3 separate regions of the Mus musculus genome follow, and regions 2 and 3 are each linked to region 1. The links are chromatin contacts, called in public promoter capture Hi-C maps. All regions are on one chromosome and are shown on one strand. Each heading gives the region's core, a stretch centred on a gene start, on an enhancer-like site or on the middle of the called end of the contact. The rest is flanking DNA. Distances are from core to core; before and after follow the strand shown. Region 1 holds the start of Zfp729b (zinc finger protein 729b). Region 2 holds the start of Zfp712 (zinc finger protein 712). Region 3 holds the start of Zfp708 (zinc finger protein 708).

What was found. Promoter capture Hi-C pulls out the DNA fragments that hold promoters and counts their contacts. Capture Hi-C pulls out chosen DNA fragments and counts their contacts.
Region 2: a promoter capture Hi-C map of adipose tissue shows a contact between it and region 1, with 4 times the contacts expected there. The contact joins the promoter of Zfp712 here to the promoter of Zfp729b in region 1. A contact is called at or near these places in 12 of 39 promoter capture datasets (the 3T3-L1 cell line, 3T3-L1-derived adipocytes, the C10 cell line and 8 more), 3 of 484 Hi-C or Micro-C datasets (cerebral cortex, embryonic stem cells and erythroblasts), 3 of 115 datasets of contacts at active chromatin or transcription factors (bone marrow-derived macrophages, memory CD8 T cells and neural progenitor cells) and 2 of 9 other capture datasets (adipose tissue and liver).
Region 3: a contact with region 1 is called in a promoter capture Hi-C map of macrophages, with 5 read pairs. The contact joins the promoter of Zfp708 here to the promoter of Zfp729b in region 1. A contact is called at or near these places in 5 of 39 promoter capture datasets (cranial neural crest, embryonic stem cells, macrophages and 2 more), 2 of 484 Hi-C or Micro-C datasets (cerebral cortex and embryonic stem cells), 3 of 115 datasets of contacts at active chromatin or transcription factors (bone marrow-derived macrophages, memory CD8 T cells and neural progenitor cells) and 1 of 9 other capture datasets (adipose tissue).

The regions. Positions count from the first base shown.
Region 1 is chr13:67,607,186-67,612,328 of GRCm38.p6, reverse strand. It overlaps Zfp729b (zinc finger protein 729b), which reads left to right and starts at 2,622. Exons shown (of 4, transcript NM_001163246.2): 1 at 2,622-2,756. The coding sequence starts at 2,751.
Region 2 is chr13:67,059,097-67,064,239 of GRCm38.p6, reverse strand. Zfp712 (zinc finger protein 712) reads left to right here and starts at 3,070. Exons shown (of 4, transcript NM_001166218.1): 1 at 3,070-3,177. The coding sequence starts at 3,172.
Region 3 is chr13:67,078,909-67,084,051 of GRCm38.p6, reverse strand. It overlaps Zfp708 (zinc finger protein 708), which reads left to right and starts at 2,507. Exons shown (of 4, transcript NM_001012448.2): 1 at 2,507-2,602. The coding sequence starts at 2,597.

The DNA.
Region 1 (5,143 bases), core at 1,373-3,872:
TCTAGATAGAGGTAATCAAAGAAATGAAATTTGGCAGATGGATGTGTTTGGAAAAATTAAAGTATGTACATCAATTTTAAGGGAAAACAGCCTAATTTCCAAGAGTCTGGGTAGGTGATTTTTGGTTGTTCCATGGGTAATGGAAGTTTATCATTCTTTAAGGGGGATAGGTCAATGATTTTAGTCAGAGGAAACAAAGTAAAAGCGGTTAGATTCAGGGATCTCTTTCTTTTTCTTTCTTCTGTTCTTTCTCTTCTATCTTGTGCTAGGGCCAAAATGGTGGAGGGAGAATGAATATGAAAAGGGGGGTACATAAATAATGGGATGAAAGAGTAGATTGTTTAATCTGTTTACACTAGAGAGCATCAACAGGCCAAATAAATTACATTGGTATAGAATTAATATATTCATACAAATTTAAAGTTATTTACATTACAATACATTATATTATGTTTCAACCATGTTTTCTGTATCAGACATAAGCTGTTCACTTAAAAGTGTAACCTAAAGTTCCAGGCCTTGAAAGATACTGTTTCAAACTGTTTAGGATAATTATGAAATGCAAATTAGTCATTCAATCAAATCTGTAATTGTGTTAGATACTAATTTAGTTAATTATAAAAATAAGCTTTGTTGACCAGAGCCTCTTCCTTGCTGTATGCAGAAGACAGACCCCTTCTGCTGCCTGCAGATAAAAATATAGAACTCTCATTTCTGCCAGCATCATAGCTTACCGTGCTTTCTACCATGATGATATTGAACTAACTCTCTGAAAATGTAAGCCAGTTCCAATTAAATGTTTTCTTTCATAAAGGCTTATCCCTGACTAGCTTACAAGTAAACGAGGCTCAGACTTGAGGTTATTTCATCTGGCTTTGACAACTACTGGGGTTCAACCTCTAATTTACTCTTCTGCTTTCTTTGCTTCCTTCCCAGTGGTGTACTTCAGGTACTTAATGTTTCTCCCAGCATTTTACACCCCACCCCCAATCACAACTCGTCCTCCTCCTCTATTCTTCCACCTTTTCCTTCTCTCTCTTCACCCTGTACCAGGTAAGTCAAAAGCCACCTACCTCTAATCCCTCTAGGAATAAGCTGTAGCCAAATTGATTTAACTAATAGTTTTCAATCAAGGAACAAGATTTGCACAACAGAACCTTTTAAATGTGAGAGGTCCATGGTAAGCTTAGACCTTCAGATATAGAATTTAGTATTACAATACATAGCAACATACCAAACCTCAACACATACACATATTGGAAAACTAACTATGCTCAGAAATGTTAAGTCCTTCTGGTTGTTGGTAATGCCCTTCACTACAGCCATCAGGGGGATGACAGACCACTCATGACCTCATTCTAAACAGACATGCCAATCAAATGTCCAGGTGAATGTACTGTTTGTTGACTCTAGTTTTTCTAAATTAAGGAATCTGTTCTGATCCCTAGGCAAACACACTCCCTAGAGAAGAATATTTGGATAGGGATTTTGCACAGTCTCTGCTCTGAAACAGCTTGCTTTTAAATTATTATGCCTCAGGGAAGTATGAAGTCTTTTCTGTAATGCCATTTGTAGCTTTAACTCAAGCATGAACTACACAGGAATAAACCTTCTTACGAAAAGATGGGAATTCTCAATACTCCAAGTTTCCAGTCTAACTTCTTTAATACATCACCTCATTTTACAGTGATATGAGCATATTTCTGATACCTTTGTATTCCACGGGAAACTATCTCAGTGTTCTGCTTAGGAGAAGTGAGGGAAGTGCAAGGCAGCTACCAGTAATGTTCAAGTATTATCAAATGTGAATGATGACAGGATCAGTGGAGACAGGAAAATCAATAAGGAACATCAAACCAAACACAGAGGGAAATTGAAGAGCCAGTACACTCACCATTGTGATCCAAGGAGCTCTGCCCCTCCTCTTGGGAGAGATTCAGAGGAGGAAAGCAAGTGCTCAGAAAACACTTGGTGGTGACTCAGTTTGATTTCTAATTCTGTCTTAAGCACCTGGGATGGTTTCCATAGCGTCTTAAAGAGATAATGCCCACTCTTATATTAACTTCCTGCTTTCATATTTTAAGTAAACCATGAAAGCATGAATTTTCCACTCGGTAGTAACATTCCATAAGTAGTTCTGTACTTTAAAAAAACAAAACAAAACAAAAAATCGAAGCTTTAAAATCACAATGTTTTAACAGAGATAACAAGGAAATGCGATAAACATTACTATGAAAAGCTCAGCTCACAGGCTAACATCGCGTGCTGTGACCAAAGACTTTTTTTTTTTTTTTTTTTGGTTTTTTTTTTTTTTTTTTTTTTTGAGACAGGGTTTTTCTGTGTAGCTCTGGCTGTCCTGGAACTCACTTTGTAGACCAGGCTGGCCTCGAACTCAGAAATCCTCCTGCCTCTGCCTCCCGAGTGCTGGGATTAAAGGCGTGCGCCACCACTGCCCGGCAAACAAAGACTTTTTTAAACGCCCACTTTCCCTGTTGCTGCCACGTGCGGCAGCCTGGTTCTTTCCAACTTCAGCTGCCCACAGCTGGACTGCAAGGCAGGCAATGCACAAGACCTCTTGGGGGGGGGGGGGGGTTCCCTGTAAATCCTTCCAACTGACTTGTGGGAAATGTAGTCCCGGGTCCTGTGACATCATCAGAAAGGGCCGCCGGAATCGAACTTCCTTATTCTTCAAACTTCACTCCTCAAATGTGTGCAGTTGTCCTCCTCAGCGCTGCATCTGGATTTCTGACATGGAGGTTAGTGCAGGGAGCAGCGCCATCTTTCAGGTCTGAGGGGCTGTGCAGGGTGGCAGGTAGGGCACGGAGGGAGCTGGCTCGGGCTTGTTGTGAGGCAGGAAGCTGCTGACCTAGGCTGGGCCGCTGCGCCTGGGCACAGGTTTGAAGGGGAGAAGACTGAAAACAACAGGATGGCAAGGGCAGGCTGGGTCTGCTGACTGCCTGTTCCTGAGATGCTGACAAGAGCGCACTCATCATTACCTAGCTGACCCCTTCTCACGTGACTGTAGTCAGATTCTCAGGACATACAGAGCACTTGGACATGTAGCGCCCTCTGTATGTTATGTCCTAGAGTCTACTTCTGGTTTGAGCTCAAGCAGCTTCCTAAAGTTCCTAGTGTCCAAGGAGCAAGAATCCTGTGAGGGAGGGCAAACTGTCGTGTGGGATGTTAGTTCCTTTGGAACGAATTGTTCGACTCATGGATGCCCTGATTCAAATAAGATTTTCTGATAGACACCTTTGTGACCTGAATGCGACAATACATGGCTATAAAATCACAAAATAATCTTGTAGTTGGTATGAAGCACTGTTTGCAAAATCCAAATAAATAGGATTTTACACTAAAGATTAATAACTAGACAATAATACCTCAACAGTTCTGAGTATGTGTTGTGTCCAAAATTTGGGCTCCTTTTCAGATGTGAGAGACGACTTGGTGTGATGAGAGACCTCAGGGTGGGGTGGAAAGTCTGAAAGGGAAGGGGGAAATGGCTCTGCTCATCTGTCAGGCTCTGTGCATTGCTTTCTAATCTGCCAGACTCTGTGCATTGCTTTCTAATCTGCCAGGCTCTGTGCATTGCTCTCTAATCTACTAGGATCTGTACATTTCTCTAATCTGCCAGAGTCTGTACATTGCTGTCTCTTCACGTGCTTTTCATCTTTGTGTTCACGTTATCAGCAGTGTCTGAACTCTTTTAAATTTTCCTTTGTCCCTCAATGTGACATTCAGGTTTAGTGACACACCCTTCTTAATAGTTTTAGAAAGAATTCTCCAATTTTTTCAACTGTATCTGAAAAGCTGTAAGATATGGCTGGAGAGATGGCTCAGTGGTTAAGAGCACTGCCTGTTCTTCCAAAGGTCCTGAGTTTAATTCCCAGCAAGCACTTGTTGGCTCCTAACCATATATATTTGGATATGATGTTCTCTTCTGGTATGTCAGCAAAAGAATGCTGAAAGAAAGAAAGAAAGAAAGAAAGAAAGAAAGAAAGAAAGAAAGAAAGAAAGAAAGAAAGAAAGAAAGAAAGAAAGAAAGAAAGAAAGAAAGAAAGAAAGAAAGAAAGAAAGAAAGGAAGGAAGGAAGGAAGGAAGGAAGGAAGGAAGGAAGGAAGGAAGGAAGGAAGGAAGGAAGGAAATACTTGGGGTATTATGGTTTACACATAGTAGGTTTATGTTCATGCAAAAATGCACAGTTCTCCTCTTAAAGGGTTAAGAGAATAGTTTATTCCAGAGTTATTTGAGTAGCCATGATCTGAGAACATATATTTAGTTTAAACCAAATTCCATACTCCAACATGGAATCAGTTTCATGGTTGTACAGAACAAATAATGTCATTGACCAAGGAAAATTTAAAATTCATTGGTGTGAGTCTGATGGAGTCATGCACTATGAGACATTGGAGATATTTTCAATGTCTAAGATACCATCTGATGAGATTTTAGCTTTTGGGTTGATAGAAGCTCATGTTCTGCCTAGTCAGTGGATTCTGGGAGGTTTTTATCTATTGTCACAAGCTGTATGGCCCACTACAAAGTGAGGCAAGGATTGACTATCCATGAAGGTAAAACCAGCCCAAGGTAAGACAGCTAACCCTGAACCTGCAGAATTCTAGGCTCTGCCCCTCGGTGAACTTCCACGTGGGCCATCAGACTCTGCACCCACAGACTCCTTACAAGAGTTTTGCATTCACAGAATACACACAGGTATTTGTGTGTGGGGGGGTGGGGTTCAGGATTTCTCCTCCACAGCCCCTCCCCTATCTCAGGGGATCTTGCTTATATTATCACTCTTCAGTCAAACCAAGTGTTTGTGAGCCAGAGCTGGAGCCTGACTTACAGCATTCAAGTCTACTGTCAGGAAGCATGGGCTTCAGACCACCTTGTCCTAGCTACTGGAATTTTCAATGAGTTTGCAACCATATCTAGAATAAATAAACATTTCCTAGTTAATGATGCTAATCTGTAGGAAAAATATAACAGTATATGAAGTCAGGAATCACATGCTACCTTGTACACCAAAACACATTCCTTACAACATAGAGAGGGTACAGCAGGGTGCTCATATATAAACTTACAGACACCAAATAGTCATATATTTTGTATTAATCAGCCCCATGATAGAAAAGTGAGC
Region 2 (5,143 bases), core at 1,821-4,320, 550 kb after region 1:
AGATACATATTCATTTACTATTATGTCTTATTAAAAAAAATCCTTTTCATTTGGCAAAATACATCATAATATTAGATGCTTATGAGATACTTTGTAGAGGTGAACACTTGGAAATCTTCATATACATTACTATTAGAAACAACAGAAACAAAATAATATTTCATAGCAAGTAGAAAATCTCAGACTGAGGTTCTTGCTTTTTTGTGAAAGGTAGGAGATGAAGAAATAGTATGAGCTCTGCGTGCAGTATGAAGACAACGGTGCTGTCATTCCAGAGAAAGCACGGAGCTTATGAAGAGAACCTTCCCCTTCCTACCCATCTTCACATTCTTTGGCTGTTCCCTTTGATCTCCAGGTATATGTGCGACACTGCCACTCTCCTTCAGAATCAGCTGTGGCTCTCATTTTCTCCTTTCTCCCCACTCAGTTTCTTATCAGAAATTTAAATTGCTGATTCGAACTTTGAATTTCCCCCATACAACAGTAGTTTTATTTAGATATTCATATTATTCTTCATTTTAAGTGCTTGTTCCTAGTTGACCCAAAGTCACTGTATATGCATATGCTGGAGGATGTGCATTCAATATAGTTGTCAGTTATATAATCAATACAATGAGCAAATCTAGTTCCTCAAACATTTGTGATTTTCATGGTAAGAACATTTAGGATCCTTCAGGCTGCTGTGTTATGGATTGTAAATTATTATAGCGATCAATCTCCTTGACTGATATTAAGTGCTTTCCATACATACTAGATATTAGTATGGCTCCTTTTTCTGTAGGTATTGCTGAATTTTGACCTGCATTATTTCAGTCATTTTTGTTATGTTGTTTTGTTTGACACTGCTATCAACTTAGTTTTAGTTTTATTTATTTATTTTTTACAAAAAAAATGTCATCATTGAATGTGGGGCTGTGGGTGTGTGGGAAAGAGGGGAGTAGAAGAAAACCCGTGTCCTACCAGTTTTTTGGTGCTCTGGGTGGTCAGATGCGGGAGGACTGCTGGATGATTTCCATGCGGCCCCAGGTGGGCATCTGGTTGTGTAAAGCCACTGACCCCACATGGCGGGTGGTGGAAAGGGGCAGCTCTAGGTACCAGGTTCTCAGTCTCTGGCATCGTACGCTGGATACGATGGAGGAGCTGAGAACAGAATAGGGGCCCCAGGGCAGCACTAGGCCCAGGGGATGAAGCGAAGAAAGGGCGGGGGGAAAGGGGACTGGATGGTTCCCACGCAGGCGAGAATCCTTGGTCAGGTCCATGGCTTGGAAGGCCTTCTGGTGGGAGGTTGGATGTGGCTCATTAGGAGAAAGCCTATCTCATCATTCAAGCAGGGCAGGCCTTTATGGTCAGAGATAGTCTATGGATTTAGAGCTTTATTGTAGAAAGGCAGGGAGAAAGGAGAGAAGGTAGAAAGAGAGAGAGAGTCTGGCCATGGCTATGTGGAGAGAGCAGGAAGGGAAAGAGAGAAAGAGAGCTAGGGAGTAAGAAAGGTGAAAGCTTAAGAGAGTGAGGTGGAGCCAAGCAGCCCCTCTTATAGTGGGCTGGCTATCTTTCTGTTGCTAGGTAACTGTGGGGCGGAGTCTAGCCAGAATGCCAGCAGCTTGGGACATTGTCTATGTCACTGATAGCCACAAGCCTCTCCTTTGGGGACTGTTGGGGGCGGTAACTTCGACAGGAGCTAGGGGTCCAGGAGACATGATCGAATGCCTTCTGTCCCATGTAGGTGAAAATTACCACCCACCGGGTCCCACCGGGGTTCAAGACCTAACTAAGTTCGACTGGAGACCAGGCTGTCTCTGTGCATAGCCCATTGCCCCACAATTGAATTCTAGAACAGTTTGAGTTTGAGATTTAGCAATGCCCTGTCATTGAGTTAGCAAAGACATTTTAAGATTAACTGCTTTGTGTGTCTGTGTTTTTTATCCAAAGATCCAGTATTCTCTAGGTGAGGGGCTGATAGCACTGCCTGTTCCCAGAGCTTAGGTGGGGTAGCAAAAGGTACATGTAACACTTTAGTATGCAAGTTTACTCAAAGCATATACATTCTGTGATCTCATTTTCTGAATCTGTTTTGTTTTTGAGTGGGGAGTCATGTATACCAAACATGTTTCAAACTTTCTATATGTCTATAGGTGACCTCGGACTCCTATTCCTATCTCCAGTAACCAACATCTGGGATTTTCAACATGTAAAACCACACTTGCTTCTATACAATCATCTTTAGTTTGAAGTTCCAGTTATTTGGACCAACACTTTTTCACATGTTCATTGTCTGTTTTCATTTCTCATTTTAAGAATTGTCTTCTCAAAATATTAGCTCATTTTTTTAATCCATGTTTGCCTTGTGATGTGAAACATTTTGGGGTGGGTGAGATAGCTCAGAGGTTAAGAGCACTAGCTGCTCTTCCGAGGGTCCTGAGTTCAAATACCAGCAACCACATGGTGGCTTACAACCATCCATAATGAGACCTGACTCCCTCTTCTGGTGTGTTTGAGGACAGCTACAGTGTACTTACATATAATAATAAATCTTTTTTAAAAACAAAACAAAAACAAACAAACAAACACAGCTGGGCAGTGGTGGCGCACACCTTTAATCCCAGCACTTGGGAGGCAGAGGCAGGAGGATTTCTGAGTTAGAGGCCAGCCTGGTTTGTAGAGTGAGTTCCAGGACAGCCAGAGCTATACAGAGAAACCCTGTCTGGAAAAACAAACCAAACCAAAGCAAAGCAAAACAAAAACAAAAACGAAACATTTTGTAGGAAGCAGGTTGAGTTTTAAAATCACAATATATGGACCCAAAGTATCCAGTACACATAATAAACAATGCTGTCAAAGGTTCAACCCATACTCATTTTGAAAATTTAAACGCGGTACCCTGACTCCCCGTGGCTATCCACCTTCAGAAGTGGCTTGTTTCTACCCATTCTCTTTGGCAAACAGCCTGACAGTAACTTGGGAACGTTTCAAATCACCTACCACGGCTTTGTGAAACTCGCTCGCAGAGAATTGTGGGAAATGTAGTCTCGTCCGCGGCGACGTCACAAACAGGGACTCTGGGAAGGGCGCTTCCGTGTTTCTTCTGCGCCTGTGTGTGTCTCCCTCTCTGGCGGTCTTCTCCAAAGTTGGGCCAGTGTCGGGTCCTGTGCGCGCTCTGGTAGCATCTCTGGCATGGAGGTTGGTCCCAGGATGTAGCGCAGCCAGAGGGACGTTGCGGGGTGGGCGGGTCCGCCTTGGAGGGAGGCGGGAAGAAGTTGAATGGGAGGTACTGTGGTGACCTAGGCTTGTCCATTCCGGTGCTGGTTAACGCTGGAGGAGGGATGGAGCTGGGAGTGGCCTCTCTTTTAAGGTGCCGTTGCCCTGTTCTGTCCTGCACTTCTGGGGCAGGAGAGCTGGCTCGGTAGCCTAGGAATGGAGAAGGGTGCCTGGCAGGGTGCATCTGCTGTCAGCTTGTGCCTGAGGTGTGGAAGCATGCCCTTAGCTGACACTGTCTCGATGGCTTCTGTTATCCGGAATTTAATAGATGTATATACAATGCAGTCCGATCAAATCCACCCCTACTGTCCCCTACTTCAACAGTACCAGGTATCTCCCAAAATGCTCCACTCCCAATTTCCTGTCCTGGTGGTTTTGTTTTTGTTTTATAACCCACTGAGTCCACTTAGTATTGCTCTAGTGTGCATACCTGTGTGTATGGGGCGGGGAAGGGAGGGCGCACAGGACATCCCCTAGAACGTGGACGCTCACTGGCCACACCTCCAAGCAAAATAAACAAACAAACAAACAAACAAAACGAATCTCTTTTTCAGTGGTCATGAATTCCAACCGATCCTTAGCTAAGGGTGGGGCCTTGTGAACCCCTCCCCTTTCCCTGTTGAAGTTTTGACTGACGTTATTTGTGTGTTATGCTGGTAACCATAGCTACCTTTTCCCCCTTCCTATTGCCATCCTTTTGTGTTTGTATTGGGATTTTGAGTCAGTTTCTTGTGTAGTCCAGGCTGCCCTGAAGTGTTCTGTGTAGCTGATAGTGACGTTAACTTCCGTTCCTCCTGACTTCTCCTCCTCTTTACTCCTCTGTGCCCTAGGAAGATGGCCATCTGTCACTTTGTTCTTTCCTTTGTGACTTGCCCCTTAAACCTTCTCTATTCTTTCAGATGACTATTAAGCCATAACTTATTGGTTAAGACAGGATCTAATTACTAATTTGCTTAGGAAATGGCAGAATTTCACTGGGTATATAAACAACATATGAGATGTAGAAAAGAAATTTGGAGATGCTCATATATTTATTTTAATTTATAAATATCAGTGAAGGATGCTTTGCTAAATATTGATCAAGACACCATGCCATGTTCCATTTATAGTGAGTTTGAGTGTTGTTTGTTTATTAACTGTTGGATTTCTTAAGTTGCCTCATAACCAGAGAATTTATATTAAGAAGAAAGACATATTATAGGGATGAAGGCATAAAAGTAGAATGTTAAGATCAAAACAAACTATGTAGCATGAAGACATTTCTTACATTTTGGCCATGTCCCAGGACTGAAGCTTAAGTGCTGACTGTATTCTGCTAAAAATATTTGTTGCTGTGCATTGGTATTTATGATCATTGTTCTTAGAGATGGGAAATATAACTCGTTCCATCTGTGGCATAGTGGGTAACACAACCAATAGCCTGATAACTTCCCTTACTCTACTAGGGACTTCTACTCATGTAAAGATGATTCTTTGCTTTTTGTCATAGAAAATAATGTTGGGATGATCTAGTATGAAGCAGAGATGGAGATTATTAAAACAGAGAAAGAATGAGTCAGTCAGGGAAAGAATGAGGTACCTCAGGAAGCATGGGTGTGAATTTCTCAGAGAAGTGTCTTTGCCATATCAATGTGTTGCATTTTGTTGGCTCTCGAGTTCGAATGCCAAGGGTCACTAAGGCTCAATTGAGGAAATGGCGCCATAAAGTCTGGCTGTGGGCCTGGGAACTGGGAACATGGGTGTTTTGACTTGTTGCTGCCTTGTTACCTCAAACTAGCAGGTGTATGGTCACAGCGCCACTCAGGGATTTTCATAGATGTTTGCACTTCTCTCTCTTCAATGGGATTCATGAATAGAAAAAGTTGTGATCCATAGAGTCTTCAGACTC
Region 3 (5,143 bases), core at 1,258-3,757, 530 kb after region 1:
AAAGGCCTAACAGCTGATTTGATTTCTCTAACTTGCTTACACAGTCATTCAAACTCTATTTTGAGGTAACGTTGATCAATCACCTAATCTTGACAGAGCAGAACAGCTCTCATGGTTTTTGCCTTTGAAGGCCTTATTTTCCCCACCTCTGGGCACATTTGGGTTAGAGACTGTGGTCCTGTTAGCAGCTTTAATCAATTGCCCAAAAAATAATCTGAGTCGAGTCTGGGAGTCTTTTCCTGGTGGACATGAACTACATAACGTTCTCCAGTATCAATTATCCCAGTAAAACAAAGGTTTGACTTTAGTGCTTCTGGTCTCTTGCTAATCACAGCAGATTCTTCAGCTCCAGCTAAGAACCACAGATGCTTAACTCAAAATATTCAAACCCACCCCCCCCCCCCAGAGTCTTTGAGAGATTCTCACACTTCCCTCTGGTTGTCTGGATCTTCACCTGACAACCCTTGTCCTCTGTATTTCTCTGAAGATTCTTATCTTGAAGGATCCCATAGAACACTCAAGAGCTTTTCTAGCCCAAAGTTCCAAAATCCTTCCACTATCCTCCCTGAAATAAGGTCAGGTCTATCTGGTCAGTGCCCCACAATCCTGGTACCAACTTCTGTCTTAGTTAGGATTACTATTTCTATGAGGAAAGATCATGACCAAAAGCGAGTTGGGGGAGTGTATTAGGGCTCTCTAGAGTAACAACTTATAAAATGTATGTATGTATGTATGTATGTATGTATGTATGTATGTATGTATGTATGTATGTGTGTGTGTGTATGGGGGGATTTATTCAAATGACTTACAGACTGTTGTCCAGCTAATCTGATGTTGGCTGGCAGAGCAGAGCATAGAAAGTCTAAGACTCCAGTAGTTTGCTCAGTCCACAAGCTGGTGCTCGGTATATGCTGGAATCCCAAAGATGTAGCTATAATGCCCATGAGGGAACGGACTTGCTAGGTAACAGCAAGCAGACAAAGAGCAAAAGCTTCCATCTTCCGTATCTATGTAGCAGTGGTTCTCAATCTTCCTAATGCTGTGAGCCCTTAATACAGTTCCTCATGTTGTGACTCCCCAACCATAAAATTATTTTTTGATATTTTATCACTAATTTTGCTGTTATGAATTGTAATGTAACTATGTGATATGCAGATGATCTTAAGCAACCCCTGAAAAGGGTTGTTTGACCCTCAAGGGGTCATAACTTGCATGTTGAAAATTGCTTTATAGCAGGGCGCGGTGGCACATGACTTTAATCCCAACACTCGGGAGGCAGAGGCAGGCAGATTTCTGAGTTAGAAGCCAGCCTGGTCTACAAAATGAGTTCCAGGACAGCCAGGGCTACACAGAGAAACCCAGTCTCGGAAAAGAAAAAAAAAAAAAAAAAAAAAAGGAAGGAAGGAAGAGAAAAAAGAGAAAATTGCTGTTATATAGACTTCCAGCAGAAGGTGTGGTCCAGATTAAAATTGTTATCTTCCCACCTCAGGATTGGAATTAAAGGCATGTATTTCCACCTGTTGCAGTAATTCCCCAACCCTGATACCCCAATAAGTCTATGCAAAAACCACACAACTCAGTTACATTATTTACAAGCTGCACGCTTAGACTGAGCAGATTTATCACTACACTACTCTATTCCCCAGCTGTGAGATCCCACATTATTTGCTGCCTCTCAGGGCCTTGTGGTTCTGCTCCATCTTCCTCTTATCTTCTCTTCCTCAGTCTTCTTCCTCCCTCGCTCCCTACTCTTCCCTCACTTCCTAAAACCTCTAGCCCCACCTTTCCCTTCCACTGCCCAATCACAGGCTCTAGTCTTTATTTGACCAGTTAGAATGGGGAGAAGGTTCACAGGAAATCACCTGAGTATGTGATCCACTCCTCTCAGGGGCAACCCCTCTTGAGGAAGCTGAATTAACATCAGAATACAAACAGCACCAGGGCAACCCACAACATCTACCTCACAAGTCATGACTAGAAGTGGATCCACCCACTTCAAACAAACAAAAATCCCTCAAAGGTGTCCCTTGTATTTCTTCTGGATTCCATCTAATTCTAGATGTAGTCAAGTACCAAGAATAGAAATCACAGGAGAAAAGAGTTTATTTGGTTTACATAACCTGGATTGCTGTCCATTGGAAGAAGCCAAGGCTGGAATTCAAAGAGGGCAGGAACCCGGAGGCAGGAGCTGCTGATGGTTTTTATTTTAAATCTAGTATAATTGAGTCAATGAGTTTTCCTCCTGCCAAAAGACTCTAGGAACCCCAGAGCTTTTTAGGTAACGTCTTTGATCAGAGTAAGAAGTAAACCTAATACAAGTTGCCGTCAAAGGCTGGATTTATATTCCCACAAGACCTTTGTAAATTTGAGACTTAAAAAGCAGCCTAATCCAGTGACAGGCTATAAATAGTTCTCCCTGACTTTGGTTCAGGGCAGTCCTTCGCGTAGACTTCTGGGAAATGTAGTCTCTCTTAGCATGACTCCGCTAGACCGGACTCTACTCCTCTGTGCTTCCGGTTCATTTTGCTTTTGTGTTTCTCCAAACTCTGCGGCTTTCTCAAAGTTGGAACAGTGTGGCTTGCGCTCCGCGCTCGACATGGAGGTTGGTCCCGGCTGCAGCCTAGCCTTGCAGGCCTCATGAACTATACGGGTGGGCGGGCCCGGGGTGCAGGGAGCCGGGGAGGGCTGGGCGGGAGGCGGAGAGAAGCCCACGTGGTCCTGCAGTGCGGACCTAGGCTTGGCCAGAGTGCAGGGGTGGGGCGCACGCACGGTGCAAGGAGTGATTGCTCTGTTAGGACAGAGCGGCTGACAGAGTCAATCATGTGTTTCAGGGACCTGAGAGGTGGCCTGCTACTGCGAGAATGGAGACTGGAAAGTCTAGGGTTGGTAGAGCAGGGTGGCTTGGCTGACCGTGCCAGAGGCAGGCTGTGATGAGAGCTCATACCCCACCTTGGCTGGGGAAGCTTGCTGTTAACTAGTTTTCACATTGCTGTTGTCAGATCCCTCAGGAAATCTAGAGCAAGTGGGTTTTTCTGGGCCCTCCCGTATTCAATGAGAGGCCCAGGACTCTGATTTTGAGTTCGTGTGGCTCATAGTTTCCAGGACAGTGAGTTCTGCGGGGGAGTTTGGTGTATGGGATGTTCGTCCCGTTTTCTTTGTGATAAATTGTTAGTTTTCAGGGCGGCTCACTTTGGATAGGAATCACTCCTTTACCCACTGTGACAGAACCCTCACATTCACACACCTGTATGAGGAAAAAAAAAAAAATCTCATCGAGGGGGCACTCTGAACTTTGTCCCAGCTATCACTGATCCTACAACACTGCAGAGTGGAAAATACTAGAGATTATTACCACATACAATTGCACCGGAGACTGCGATGTCAGAAATTTGGTGTTGTGTGGAAAGATTGAGAGTGAAGTTGAAGAGCTGTGGCTCACTCAGGGTCCTGTGATTGTATACAGCCAATGCTCACCCTGCCCTTTGTATACAGCCGCTGCTCATCCTGACATTTGTACTGTTTTTGCCACACTTCAGTCAAATTGATTTGTGTGCTGGAGACTGACTTACAGCATTAAAATCTATACCTGAGAAGCATGGGCTTTAAACTACATCAATACCAATACTTTCTATGTATCATCTAACAATCATTAAAATATGGACATTTTCTAATTAATGTCACTAATCTGCAGGAAACTAAGAATGTGCCGTTTTACACTGTTTAAGGTGTGAAAAGTACATTTTCTTGTACCTTAAATCTCGTTTCCTACAATGTAGAGGTGATACAGCAATAAGCACAATTATATTATAGGTCACAACACATAGATGTTTGATATCTATCTATCTATCTGTCTGTCTATCTACACTTTTACTTAATATATTTCTTAAACAGATCTATGATTGAAAATAAAACATCAGTGTATGCTGTGCTGTTTCCTGTTACATCTGCATTTGGGAGGTGGAAGCAGGAAATACAGTCCTTTGGGCATATGCTGAGTCTTATGTTGACTTATTCTTTTAGCTTTTTGTGGGTTCTCCATACTGATTGCCAGAGTTGCTGTACCAAGTTGCAGTCTTAGCAACAGTGACTGGGAGGTTCATTTTTTTCCACTCCTTCCCAGGATTTTTTTTGTCAGTTGTTTTGTTGATCTTAGCCTTTCTGACTGTAGTAAGAAGAAATCTCAAAGTTGTTTTGATTTCCTTGATGGTTAAGGACGATGAACACTTTTTGATGTTTATTTTTTAGCCATTTTTTGTTTCTTCTCTTTAGAACTCTGTTTAAATCCCTAGCTCATTTTTTAATTGTATCATTTATTTCCTTGAACGTTTGTATTTTCAGTTCTTACTATATTTTGGATATTAATCTCTGGACAGATGTGTAGATAACAAAGGTTCTCTCCTATCGTGTAGGCTTCTTCATAGTTGGTTGTTTCTTTAGCTGTCCGGAAGTTTTTAGTTTTATGGAATCCCACCTGTCAGTTGTTGGCCTTAATTCCTGCGCAAATGGTGTCCTTTTAAAGAAAAGTCCTTTCCTGCACCTATATTTTGTAGAATACTGCTTATATTTTCTCCTAGCAGTTTAGTGTTTCAGGTTTCAAATTGAGGGTTTTGACCCACTTGGATCAGTTTGTGCAGTGCAATAGATACAGGTCTAGTTTCATTCTTCTGCATGCGGTCATCCAGTTTTCCAAGCATCATTTATTGAAGGTGTTATCTTTTTTCCTGTGTGTGTGTGTGTGTGTGTGTGTGTGTGTGTGTGTGTGTATTTTTTCTTGCCTCTGTCAAATATCAGATTTAAGCCACCCTACATTTCCAGAATAAAGGCAGCCTGGTCATGGCATATGATCTTATGACATTTGCTTGTATTTGGTTTCCATGATGCTGTCATTCATGGGGTCTCCACTGCAACTGAAGCTGCACCTGCCACCAATGGTGGCCTCTCCTGGCCTTTCACAGTGCTAAGCCCCAGCTGTTTCTCATCACCTTTATGCCTTCAAAATCAGCACCGTGCATCATACATCACACCAAACTCATACATCAGCTGCTAACTTGAAATACAGTCTTAGGACTTTCTACCATAGCATCCGTACACTGACCCTGAGGAAACAGTCACAGAAGATAGTATCTCAATGATGGTGATCTCT